Regions from separate parts of the Mus musculus genome. Here regions 2 and 3 are each linked to region 1. Evidence: chromatin contacts called from public promoter capture Hi-C data. All regions are on one chromosome and are shown on one strand. Each heading gives the region's core, a stretch centred on a gene start, on an enhancer-like site or on the middle of the called end of the contact. The rest is flanking DNA. Distances are from core to core; before and after follow the strand shown.

Region 1 (2,935 bases), core at 191-2,690:
ATTTGATATATTAGTTATTTCAGTGTTGTACTAACACGAACTTTTGTGACAACTTTTTGATTGATAATTTTATAAGCGTGTTTAAAGTGTTTTGACCGTATCCCCCTCCATTCCCTCCTCTGCAATTCTTCCCTTCCCCCGCCTTTCACTTACCCTGTCATGCATGCTCCCCCTCTTATAACCTACTGAGTTCACGCATGGGGAAGTTTTGCCAATCATGACTGAAAAAAAAAATCTTTAATTAGGCTATGTGACTAACTAGAAATAAAAGAGAAGCATGCTGTATAGAATAAAACTGGACACTCTCATCCTAAGTTCCTTAAAACTGTACCTGTATGTTATCTTTTACAGTGGCTTATTTAGAATATATCGTTAACATTTTAACTATTTCTTCATTCTGTATTTAAAACATCTGTGAATAATTAAAGAAAGCTCCCTACCAACTTTTTGAAAATACAATTCAAATCTTTTCAGAAGTAGTAAGTTTTTGATGCTTTTGAAATGTTTTATCCCATTAAATAAAATAGTGTTAGGAGTTGAAGGGAGTTGCTTGAGCTTTTATTTCTCAGTCATGGTGATCTGATTTTTAGAAGATTACATTTTTTTTTAACGTGCTAAAAATTCTGAGTTGTTTTCGAAGTAGATTCCATGTCTGAAGAAATCATTCTCGTTTCTACGGCAGCTCCTGGGGAGCAGAGAAGGGGCTTCACACTCTTCATGAGTTGATCATAATGACACATCTCCTGAGGCACACCAGAAGCTCATCCCAGCTCACCCCGAGACGGCTTCGCGTGTGAGCTGGGAATCGACCTCTTTGAGGCATTCTGTTGATAGGGTTAACCGTATTGGTGGAAGACCAAGTTATTTGATGCAAATAGATTTTCAAGAAAATCATTATGCTAAATACTTAATAGAAGGATTTCATCTACATACGGCAGCAACTGTGACCTGCTTTCAAGATGACATCACTGGGTGTCATGTGGCTCTTTATACATTCCAGCCTCAGAAAGAGGTAACCTACGAGAAGCAGAAGAGTCTGCTGATATTTGCTGTGAGAATCTTCAGCAGACAGAAGCCGGGACGAGAGGGAGGCAGAGCTGCTTGCACAGTGTGTATCGTGGAATTCCACAATGGAGCCTTGTGGAGTTTTCAGCTTTATTTTCATATATTTTTTAAGTTAATGAAGATTAGGTGAATCAAGTGCTTCATATTAGAGGGGAATTGTTCTCTTCATAAAGATCAAGAGGTTCTCTCTTTGGACTTCTCTGTTCTCCAAGGAGCCTGGTCATCTTTGTATGTTTATTCCCCCTATTTGAACAACGCAGACAAAAACCAGGCAGTTTCTTCTCTTGGGAAACTTACATTTTTCCTTCAGTTTTGAAGATTTATGCTCCAAGATTTGCTTTAAGCTGCCGGGGTTGTTAACTAAAGGGGAGACATCACACCTCGCGGCATGCGCTGTAGAAACTCTCTAGGTAACTTTACCTGCTAACAAAGTGGCTCTCTATGGATTCCTTTCCAAGGCGGTTTCAGTGAACCGCTCTTCCTTCTCAAATGGACGAGGGTAGCTCTTCAGCACCATGGAGAGGTCTGAGCAGCGCGTAAGGGCCGCGTGGGACTGCGACCCAGGCAAGCAAGCTGACAGAGTAAGTTTTCCACATCCAGTCTTGTATACCATAGACATATGGGAACAGTAACCCCCAAGTCTAATAAAACAGACACTATAAAAGATAGGTTCTTCACTGCATTTTAAAGTTTAGAGACAACCAGGTAAATGTTATTTTAGAAAGAGCTAATATGCTCATTTAAAGAAAATATTGCATTCTATGATGTGAATGTCTGTACTTTGAATTTTGAGAATGTTGAAAGTTAAAACTCCAACACAAATTAACTACACTGAAAATATACAATCCAGATGTTTTGGAACTATCATTTTATAAACATACATAGATAGTTTCAAATGTGCAGTTTGTTGCTCTTTGTAATCAGAAGGGGCTGAAAGGGGGTTTCTGATTGGTCACTAACCTGAAGAGCAGTTAAACTCTTAGACCACAGATCATAATTTCCATTCCAAAAGAGCACTTAGCTGTCCTAATGTTCAGACACACAGGTGACAATTGTGACTTAAAGCGCTGGCATTTATTTGCATCAAATACATACAGCGGAACTGATGGAGGTTATAAGCAGCTTCTTAAAATAACATGATTAGATATGGGCTATTGAAATTGCTATCTTAGTATCACTAGATATATTTATTTAGTTTCAAAACTTCCAACTTAACTGTTTAAATTAAAAATTCAAAAACAACAAATTTATTGTCGTCCCCCCCCCAATCATTCTTTAGCCACCCTTACAAATCATCCGTACACCCCTGGAGAACTGTATATTACAACCTCACACAACCAAGGGAGAAGATCCTCTTAATTGCTGCCAATAACGACCCCAGCACATATTCTGTGTAGGAGAACATAGGGCCATTTAAAACATAATTAAAGAAAAAAATTTTTTCAGGCCAGTTAAATATAGTTTCAGACACATATGCTAAACCCTTTACTTTAAAGTATAACGACACTCTTTTAATGTTATTATGATATAAAACTCACTTCTCTTGATGGTTCTTATATTTGAAAACATCAAGCATAGATATTTCTTTCTATTATATATTAATTTCAGCTGAATTGCCATTCATCTTAACTCTTCAGTAACTTGCCATTTGATTTTTAGATAAATGGTACTTATTCTTGACAGTATGTGAAATGTATAATTTAAAAAGACATGACTTAATTTTGCACTAAGGTGCTATTGTTATATGTATTTTTGACAGCTTTGCTTAGTAGATACACTAGAGCTTTCCTAAATTGATCTCAATATTTAAGAGAACTAAGCGATTTGAAATGTGTGAAACCTAGCTTTACCACCCAGATCTTTTAGTTTT
Region 2 (2,935 bases), core at 282-2,781, 480 kb before region 1:
ACTTAGCCATTAGACTTGTCTTAGTTAGGGTTTCTATTGCTTTAATGAAACACTATGACCAAAGCAAGTTAAGGAGGAAAGGATTAATTTGGCTTATACTTCCACATCATAGTCTCTCCCTGAAGGAAGTCAGGACAGGAACTCAAACAGAACCTTCTGCTGGAGGCAGGAGCTGATGTAGAGGCCATGGAACAGTGCTGCTTACTGGCTTGCTCCTCATGACTTGTTCAGCCTGCTTTCTCATAGAACCTCAGACTATCAACCCAAGGGTAGCTGGGCCCTCCCCAACAGTCATTAATTAAGAAAATGTCCTACAGCCTTGCCTACAGGTTCATTCCATGGAGGCATTTTCTCAACTGAGGCTCCCTCCTCTCAGATGACTTCAGCTTGTGTCAAGTTGACATAAAACTAGCCAGCACAAGACAGTAATCTATACTGTGGACAAAGCCAAGGAATGTAAACTGATGGTCTAGGCCCTTCATTGTAGTACAGCTGATGCTGAGTGAAAGATTAAGCCCAAGGTGGGGTATGACCACTGTGCTGGCAACTGCACAGTGTTAGTCAGGGGAATGCAAGGTAGACAGCAGGCTATGCATAAACATTCCAAACGGTATCTCTCTGACACAGTCCCTCTGCTTCCCCATCCCCCATATTTGGATCTCTTTGGAGGGCCCAAGCTAGGAGTCTAGAAAACACTCAAAAGTCCTCCTCCTTTTTCAAATCCCAGGTGCTATTGTTTAAGCAAGTCCTCATTTAGTCACTGGATCTCTCCTTGGTGCGATAGCTCCAGCTTTGAGCCTCTCACTTTCACTTCTGCGGCACGCTTTACAGCTATTTAGCACCTAGCCTTGCTACACTCAAAATTCTACTGCAAAGACTCGGCAAACCTAGAAATGTGGGGTAGAAGGCTGCGCTGCCAAATCAAACTTCTCAAAACAAACCTAGTGGTCTCTATACTCTGCTGGACATCTCTGAATGGCTCCTCATTTAGGATGTTCGTGTTTCTACTTTACTCGACTTTCCTCTTACTCCAAGATCAGTATAAACGTGTAATTATAAACGTATAAAACCCAGAGGAATTCAATAACTCTTTCAGCTGCAGTCACCATCCATCCACCCACATGATTAGTTTCTGTCCACCTAAGGAAATTCTCTCACCCATATTCAGAGGTGAGAGAATTTGTCCTCTTTTCTAGTACATAAGTGTCAGGTACATCATATGCTGTTCCGTCAGGTCAACTTAACAACTCTTCATGAAGAGTTGGCGAAGTGAGGGAGGGAGGACTGAGCTGGGTTCAGGTCAAGCCTTCCACCACGACTTCTGCACCACCACTTCCTACTGGTTTTAAATCAGATGTTAATGAGAACCCGGTCGCTCACTCCCACTCCCGACCGGATCTATACCCCATCGGCAGAACAGAAAGGCAGCACGGGAGCCCGGCCACCACGTGAGCAACCGTTCACGTGAGCACGGAGAGGCGTGGCCCGAGCAAGTCACGTGAACACACGTGATCACGTGAGTGCTGCCGCTGCCGCTGCCGCCCTGCCTTTGCTTCCTGCTCCGTTCCAGGCTGCAAGCTGATGGAGGACGAGGATGGGGAAGATCGGGCGCTGCTTGGGGGCCGCCGCGAGGCGGACAGCGCAGTCCATGGCGCCCCTCGCGCTCTGTCCGCGCTCTGCGACCCCAGCCGCCTGGCGCACCGGCTCGTGGTGCTGTCGCTCATGTGCTTCCTTGGCTTCGGTGAGCGGGGCTCGGCTGGGGCAGATGATAGAGGGATTCCAGGGTTCGCGCTGCTGCCTGGGCTCGGGAGCCCGCTTTTTCCAAGTGTCTGGAGCGAGGTGACGTTTGTTCCTCCAAGCCCCGGTGTTCAGCAGCTCCTCCCTGGGGACGCAGATGAGAAGGAAACTCAGATCTTTCTCCCGGAGAGCTGTGCTCCCGAGAGTTTCAGAACGTTGCTGGGGGAATTTCAGAGCGTGACTAAGTCCCTCTTCCTCCCTCCCCAGGCGACCCCTCCCATTCCCCAGTGCTTTCCTTTGTATTCTTTTAGAGCTCGGATCCGCTTTGGATAGTGTTCACTGCTAAGTACACCTTAGTAGGAGTCTTTTCTTACCTTTCCTCTGTGAGACAGCCTTGCAGGACCACACTTGTTAAGTTGGTTTCACTTATGAAATCTGATCTGGCGCAAAACACTTTCATTAGCTACTTTTAAAGACACCCTTCCCTCCCGTGTTACAGTTTTTAGTTTACATTGAAACTGTTCGGATTCGTAACAACTGGCTTGGCTTGAAAGAGTGTTTCAGGGGGATCAGATTCAGAAATACATGCACCTGGTTTATAAAAGATACTTTGGGCTTCGGTTTCTTTATTTTTGAGAAGATGGTACTCATTTGCTTTAAAACGTATTGAGCTGATAGTGGTGGCGCCCTTTAATCTCAGTACTGGAAGACAGGGACATGTCTGTGCGCTAGAGAGGCCAGCCAGGGCTACAAAGTGAGATCTTGTCTCAACCAACCAACCAACCAACCATGGTATTGAATTTCTTATAAGCAGTTAAATCCTGAAGGAGAAGTTTCTAGGTTTAGAATCAATAACCAGTAAGCATAGACAAAACACTTGAAGAAATTGTCCCTACTCAAGTTGACAGTTTATTTTTGGTAGGTAGATTGGGCTGAAAGTTTGGGTTTGAGAAACTAGAGCCGCCCTGTCGCTAGCTGCCTTCTCCACCTTTGGACCGCTAGCTTTGTGTATTTACAGAGTCAGCGGGGAAACAGGCAGTGTTACCTTGGGGCTTCTTCAAGCCTGTCAGCTTTCCCCGCTCCCAGGAGACATTGCCAGTTTTCATTTGATCCCTTAGACTGGCGCTTGTGTTGTTCTTGTTTCTAGCCCAGTTTTCACTCAGTTATTTGCTCCTGGGTATTTTTGTTTGTTTTTGTT
Region 3 (2,935 bases), core at 277-2,776, 340 kb after region 1:
CTTCTGTACCTCTAAAGTGACAATTCACTGACCAACCAAAAGCTATGTCACCATGTCATCTATATGAACTCCTTCTGAGGTTACAAAGCACTTTGGCATGGTGACTTTAGGATAATCACTCAACTCCCACAGTGACTTTTTTGGGGGGGGGATCTGGATTACCCGATGCCATCTCCAATGGTTTCCCTGGAGAAACTTAAAGCACATGTGTAACACCCTTCAGCAGCACATGTGCTAAGGTCCAAATGTGCTCATTGTGAAGTAGCTGTTACCTTCATTAGCTCCATGACACACATAATAAAATCATGTGAGGTTCACAGATAAAGAAACTGAGGGTCATAGGGATTTATAAACCACTCAGCTACACAGCTGCACAATGACAGACATGGAACCTTAAGCCTGGTCCTCTGTTCCCAGGGCTACCTCTCCCCGACACCACCTCTTCCACAGACAGCATCATTTTTCAAGTGACATCTTGGAGCCCTTAGGGACACATGACTATGTCACTACTCTGTCACATTCATAGTAACTGGGTTAAGAGTTGTCTCTTCAGGACACACTCTCCTAAAACACACAGCAAAGAAATTAGTAGAAGGGTAACGGGTTTGCCTCGCATATCACACTTTCATTAGAAATCTATACACAGTAAGAGCCAAAAACGTTACGTCAATCATACGTTCCAATGGAATAAGTGTCAAAGCAACATTGAATCACTAGGAAAAAGACAAAAGTGACCACCTTCCAACAGAGACACAGACCAGTGACCCTTCCTCAAATGTCCAAGCTTCACCTGGAAGCCCAAATCAGCCACCAGAGCACATCTACGGCCCCATTTGCACACATGCCACAGCTACTGGTGTGTCCATTTCCTCTAGCCTTTATATAATTAGCCTACAGATATTATTAGATGGTGATAATGTCTGGGCACATCATACTCCGTTTATAGGCATGTAGCTAAGGCTGTTAGTCACGCTTCGTGTGACTACAACCAAATCTGTCACACAGTCTAAACTGACCAATAAATCTGTGTCAAGTGGAGAGAATAATTTCAGTGATAATAAAAGGCAACCAGTTTAGATTTTTATTTTATTGGCAGACATTTCCTGCTGCCTGAATGTCATTTCACTTGCTGGGAAGCAGTGGTAAGCACCCAGAAGCTCCTAGGCATAGGTGCAGCAGTGGGAATCAGAGCTATTAGCTTCCTGAAGACAAGCTAATTGTTAGGTCTGATGTTGAATTAATAAGTGCCATCCATAGGGAAGAGGCAACTGGATGGATCTGAGGGGCACTCAGTTGTGCAGTACATGAATGTGGTTGCTATGGTGATATGTTTGTTCTTCAGGAGACAGAAATTGGAACATAGGATGCTTGGAACCAAGGATGCCATTATCTGCATGAAGCCCTTTGCATTGGCTTACAGCTATGAAGCTTCTGAGGTCATAGTAAAGGCTGCTTTGGGTCCAGCATTGTTCTGGCAGAAGCAGAGGCTTATGGGCTAATGCCATGAAGTCTGGCAAATGTTTCAATAGCAGAGCCTGGCTCACTTCCTCCCACTAGAAAGGGCTGCGAACTGCCTGCCAATGCGAGGAGGAGGTGAGCAGGAGCTCAGAAAGGGATCTGCAGTTCCAGTCCCATCTAAGACACAGAACTAGCAGGGGCACTCGGCTCGATCACCTAGCCCATTCTATATCCATAATAGACAGGTCCCTATACTGTGGAGTCATTTCCAAATATGATGCTGAAGAGCAAGTTGAATGTTTGAGAAATATGAACATTGACACACACACCATCTCACACACACACATCATCATCATCATCATCACACACACAGATTCTACTGGCTATACAATCTTAAAATGCAAATCTCATATAGCATTATATACACATGCATGTGTGTATATTTACATATGTGTGCATTTACATATGTGTGCACACATGTGTGTGGAGAGATTCCTGTGCATGTGTGTGTGTGTGTGTGTGTGTGTGTGTGTGTGTGTGTGTGTGTGTGTGTGTAGTCTTGTGAATGTTCAGTTCTGAGGAATGGAGGAGGGACTGATGCTGTTTCAGGCTCCCACAATTCTACTGCAAAAAGCTCTGCCTCTCCTTGTCATCACCTACTTGCCTCTTATAAGCTGAGCTGTCCCCAGCTCTGTCCCCGACACTGTCCTCATCTGACTCCTTCCTTGGGAAACTTAGTCCAATCTTTAAGCTTTAACTCCACCCACCTCCAAATAGAGGTCTTTAGTGAAACTTTCTGCCCAATTCTGGATCTATACACCCAGCTTCTACTTGGGTGTCTACCTGATATCATAAAGACTGTTCTTCTTAAAGTCTTCCCATCTCACTGACTGAGCCAGTGTACTCTACAACTGCCAATGCTCTTAGCCATAACTGCTGAGCCATCTCTCCAGCCCCCATACTAAATAAGTTTCAACTAGATTTGGGATGTAAATTTTGTTTGATCAGACTTCAGGCATATTACTTTTTTATTTCCTTTTTGGTCTTTGTGGGTAGGTGGAAGCAGGTGGGTGGGTGATTGGGTGGGTATGTGCAGTCATGCATGGACCTGTGTGTATATGAATGTGGGATCAGAGGTTGACATCAGGTGTTTTCTTCCATAGCTCCCCCTCTTTATGTTTAGACAAGGCCTCTCGGTGAACCTGAAGATCGCTGATGGCGTAAATGGCTAACGAATGGGTTCCTGGCATCTGCCTGTCTCTGTCTCACAGTGCTGAGGCTTCAGACATGCTGAATGTCCCTAGTTGTTATGTGGATCCTGGGTACCAAAGCCACTCCTTAAGATTGAAGAGCCAGCACTTTTCTTACTGGGTCGTCTCGACAGCACCAGGCATGGTATTATCAATAAACTACCAAGAAACCATCTTCATAGCTGTTCTGCATTGGCATGTCCCTGGGCTTGGGGTAAAGATTCCAA

The links. Promoter capture Hi-C pulls out the DNA fragments that hold promoters and counts their contacts. Capture Hi-C pulls out chosen DNA fragments and counts their contacts.
Region 2: a promoter capture Hi-C map of pancreatic islet shows a contact between it and region 1, with 3 times the contacts expected there. The contact joins the promoter of Mfsd1 here to the promoter of Schip1 in region 1. A contact is called at or near these places in 6 of 39 promoter capture datasets (the C10 cell line, cranial neural crest, embryonic stem cells and 3 more), 2 of 15 datasets of contacts at CTCF or cohesin (large pre-B cells and pro-B cells), 1 of 484 Hi-C or Micro-C datasets (epidermal suprabasal cells), 15 of 115 datasets of contacts at active chromatin or transcription factors (craniofacial prominence, embryonic basal ganglia, embryonic fibroblasts and 9 more) and 3 of 9 other capture datasets (adipose tissue, embryonic stem cells and pancreatic islet).
Region 3: a promoter capture Hi-C map of hippocampal neurons shows a contact between it and region 1, with 7 times the contacts expected there. The contact joins the enhancer-like site here to the promoter of Schip1 in region 1. A contact is called at or near these places in 11 of 39 promoter capture datasets (the 3T3-L1 cell line, cranial neural crest, embryonic stem cells and 3 more), 3 of 484 Hi-C or Micro-C datasets (cortical neurons and embryonic cerebral cortex), 2 of 115 datasets of contacts at active chromatin or transcription factors (embryonic basal ganglia and kidney) and 2 of 9 other capture datasets (embryonic stem cells and pancreatic islet).

Annotation. Positions count from the first base shown.
Region 1 is chr3:68,063,362-68,066,296 of GRCm38.p6, forward strand. Schip1 (schwannomin interacting protein 1) reads left to right here and starts at 1,441. Exons shown (of 8, transcript NM_001113421.1): 1 at 1,441-1,646. The coding sequence starts at 1,581. The region is part of intron 4 of Iqschfp (Iqcj and Schip1 fusion protein); the gene reads left to right.
Region 2 is chr3:67,581,237-67,584,171 of GRCm38.p6, forward strand. Mfsd1 (major facilitator superfamily domain containing 1) reads left to right here and starts at 1,532. Exons shown (of 16, transcript NM_025813.3): 1 at 1,532-1,741. The coding sequence starts at 1,582.
Region 3 is chr3:68,402,600-68,405,534 of GRCm38.p6, forward strand. The region is part of intron 4 of Iqschfp (Iqcj and Schip1 fusion protein); the gene reads left to right. The region is part of intron 1 of Schip1 (schwannomin interacting protein 1); the gene reads left to right. Among named protein-coding and RNA genes, the nearest start is that of Gm22073, 140 kb to the right of the region's middle. Within about 2 kb of position 1,527, at least 15 of the 459 cell types and tissues checked have an H3K27ac peak or open chromatin away from gene starts, as enhancers often do. A contact at or near this core is called in cortical neurons and hippocampal neurons, where this site is marked.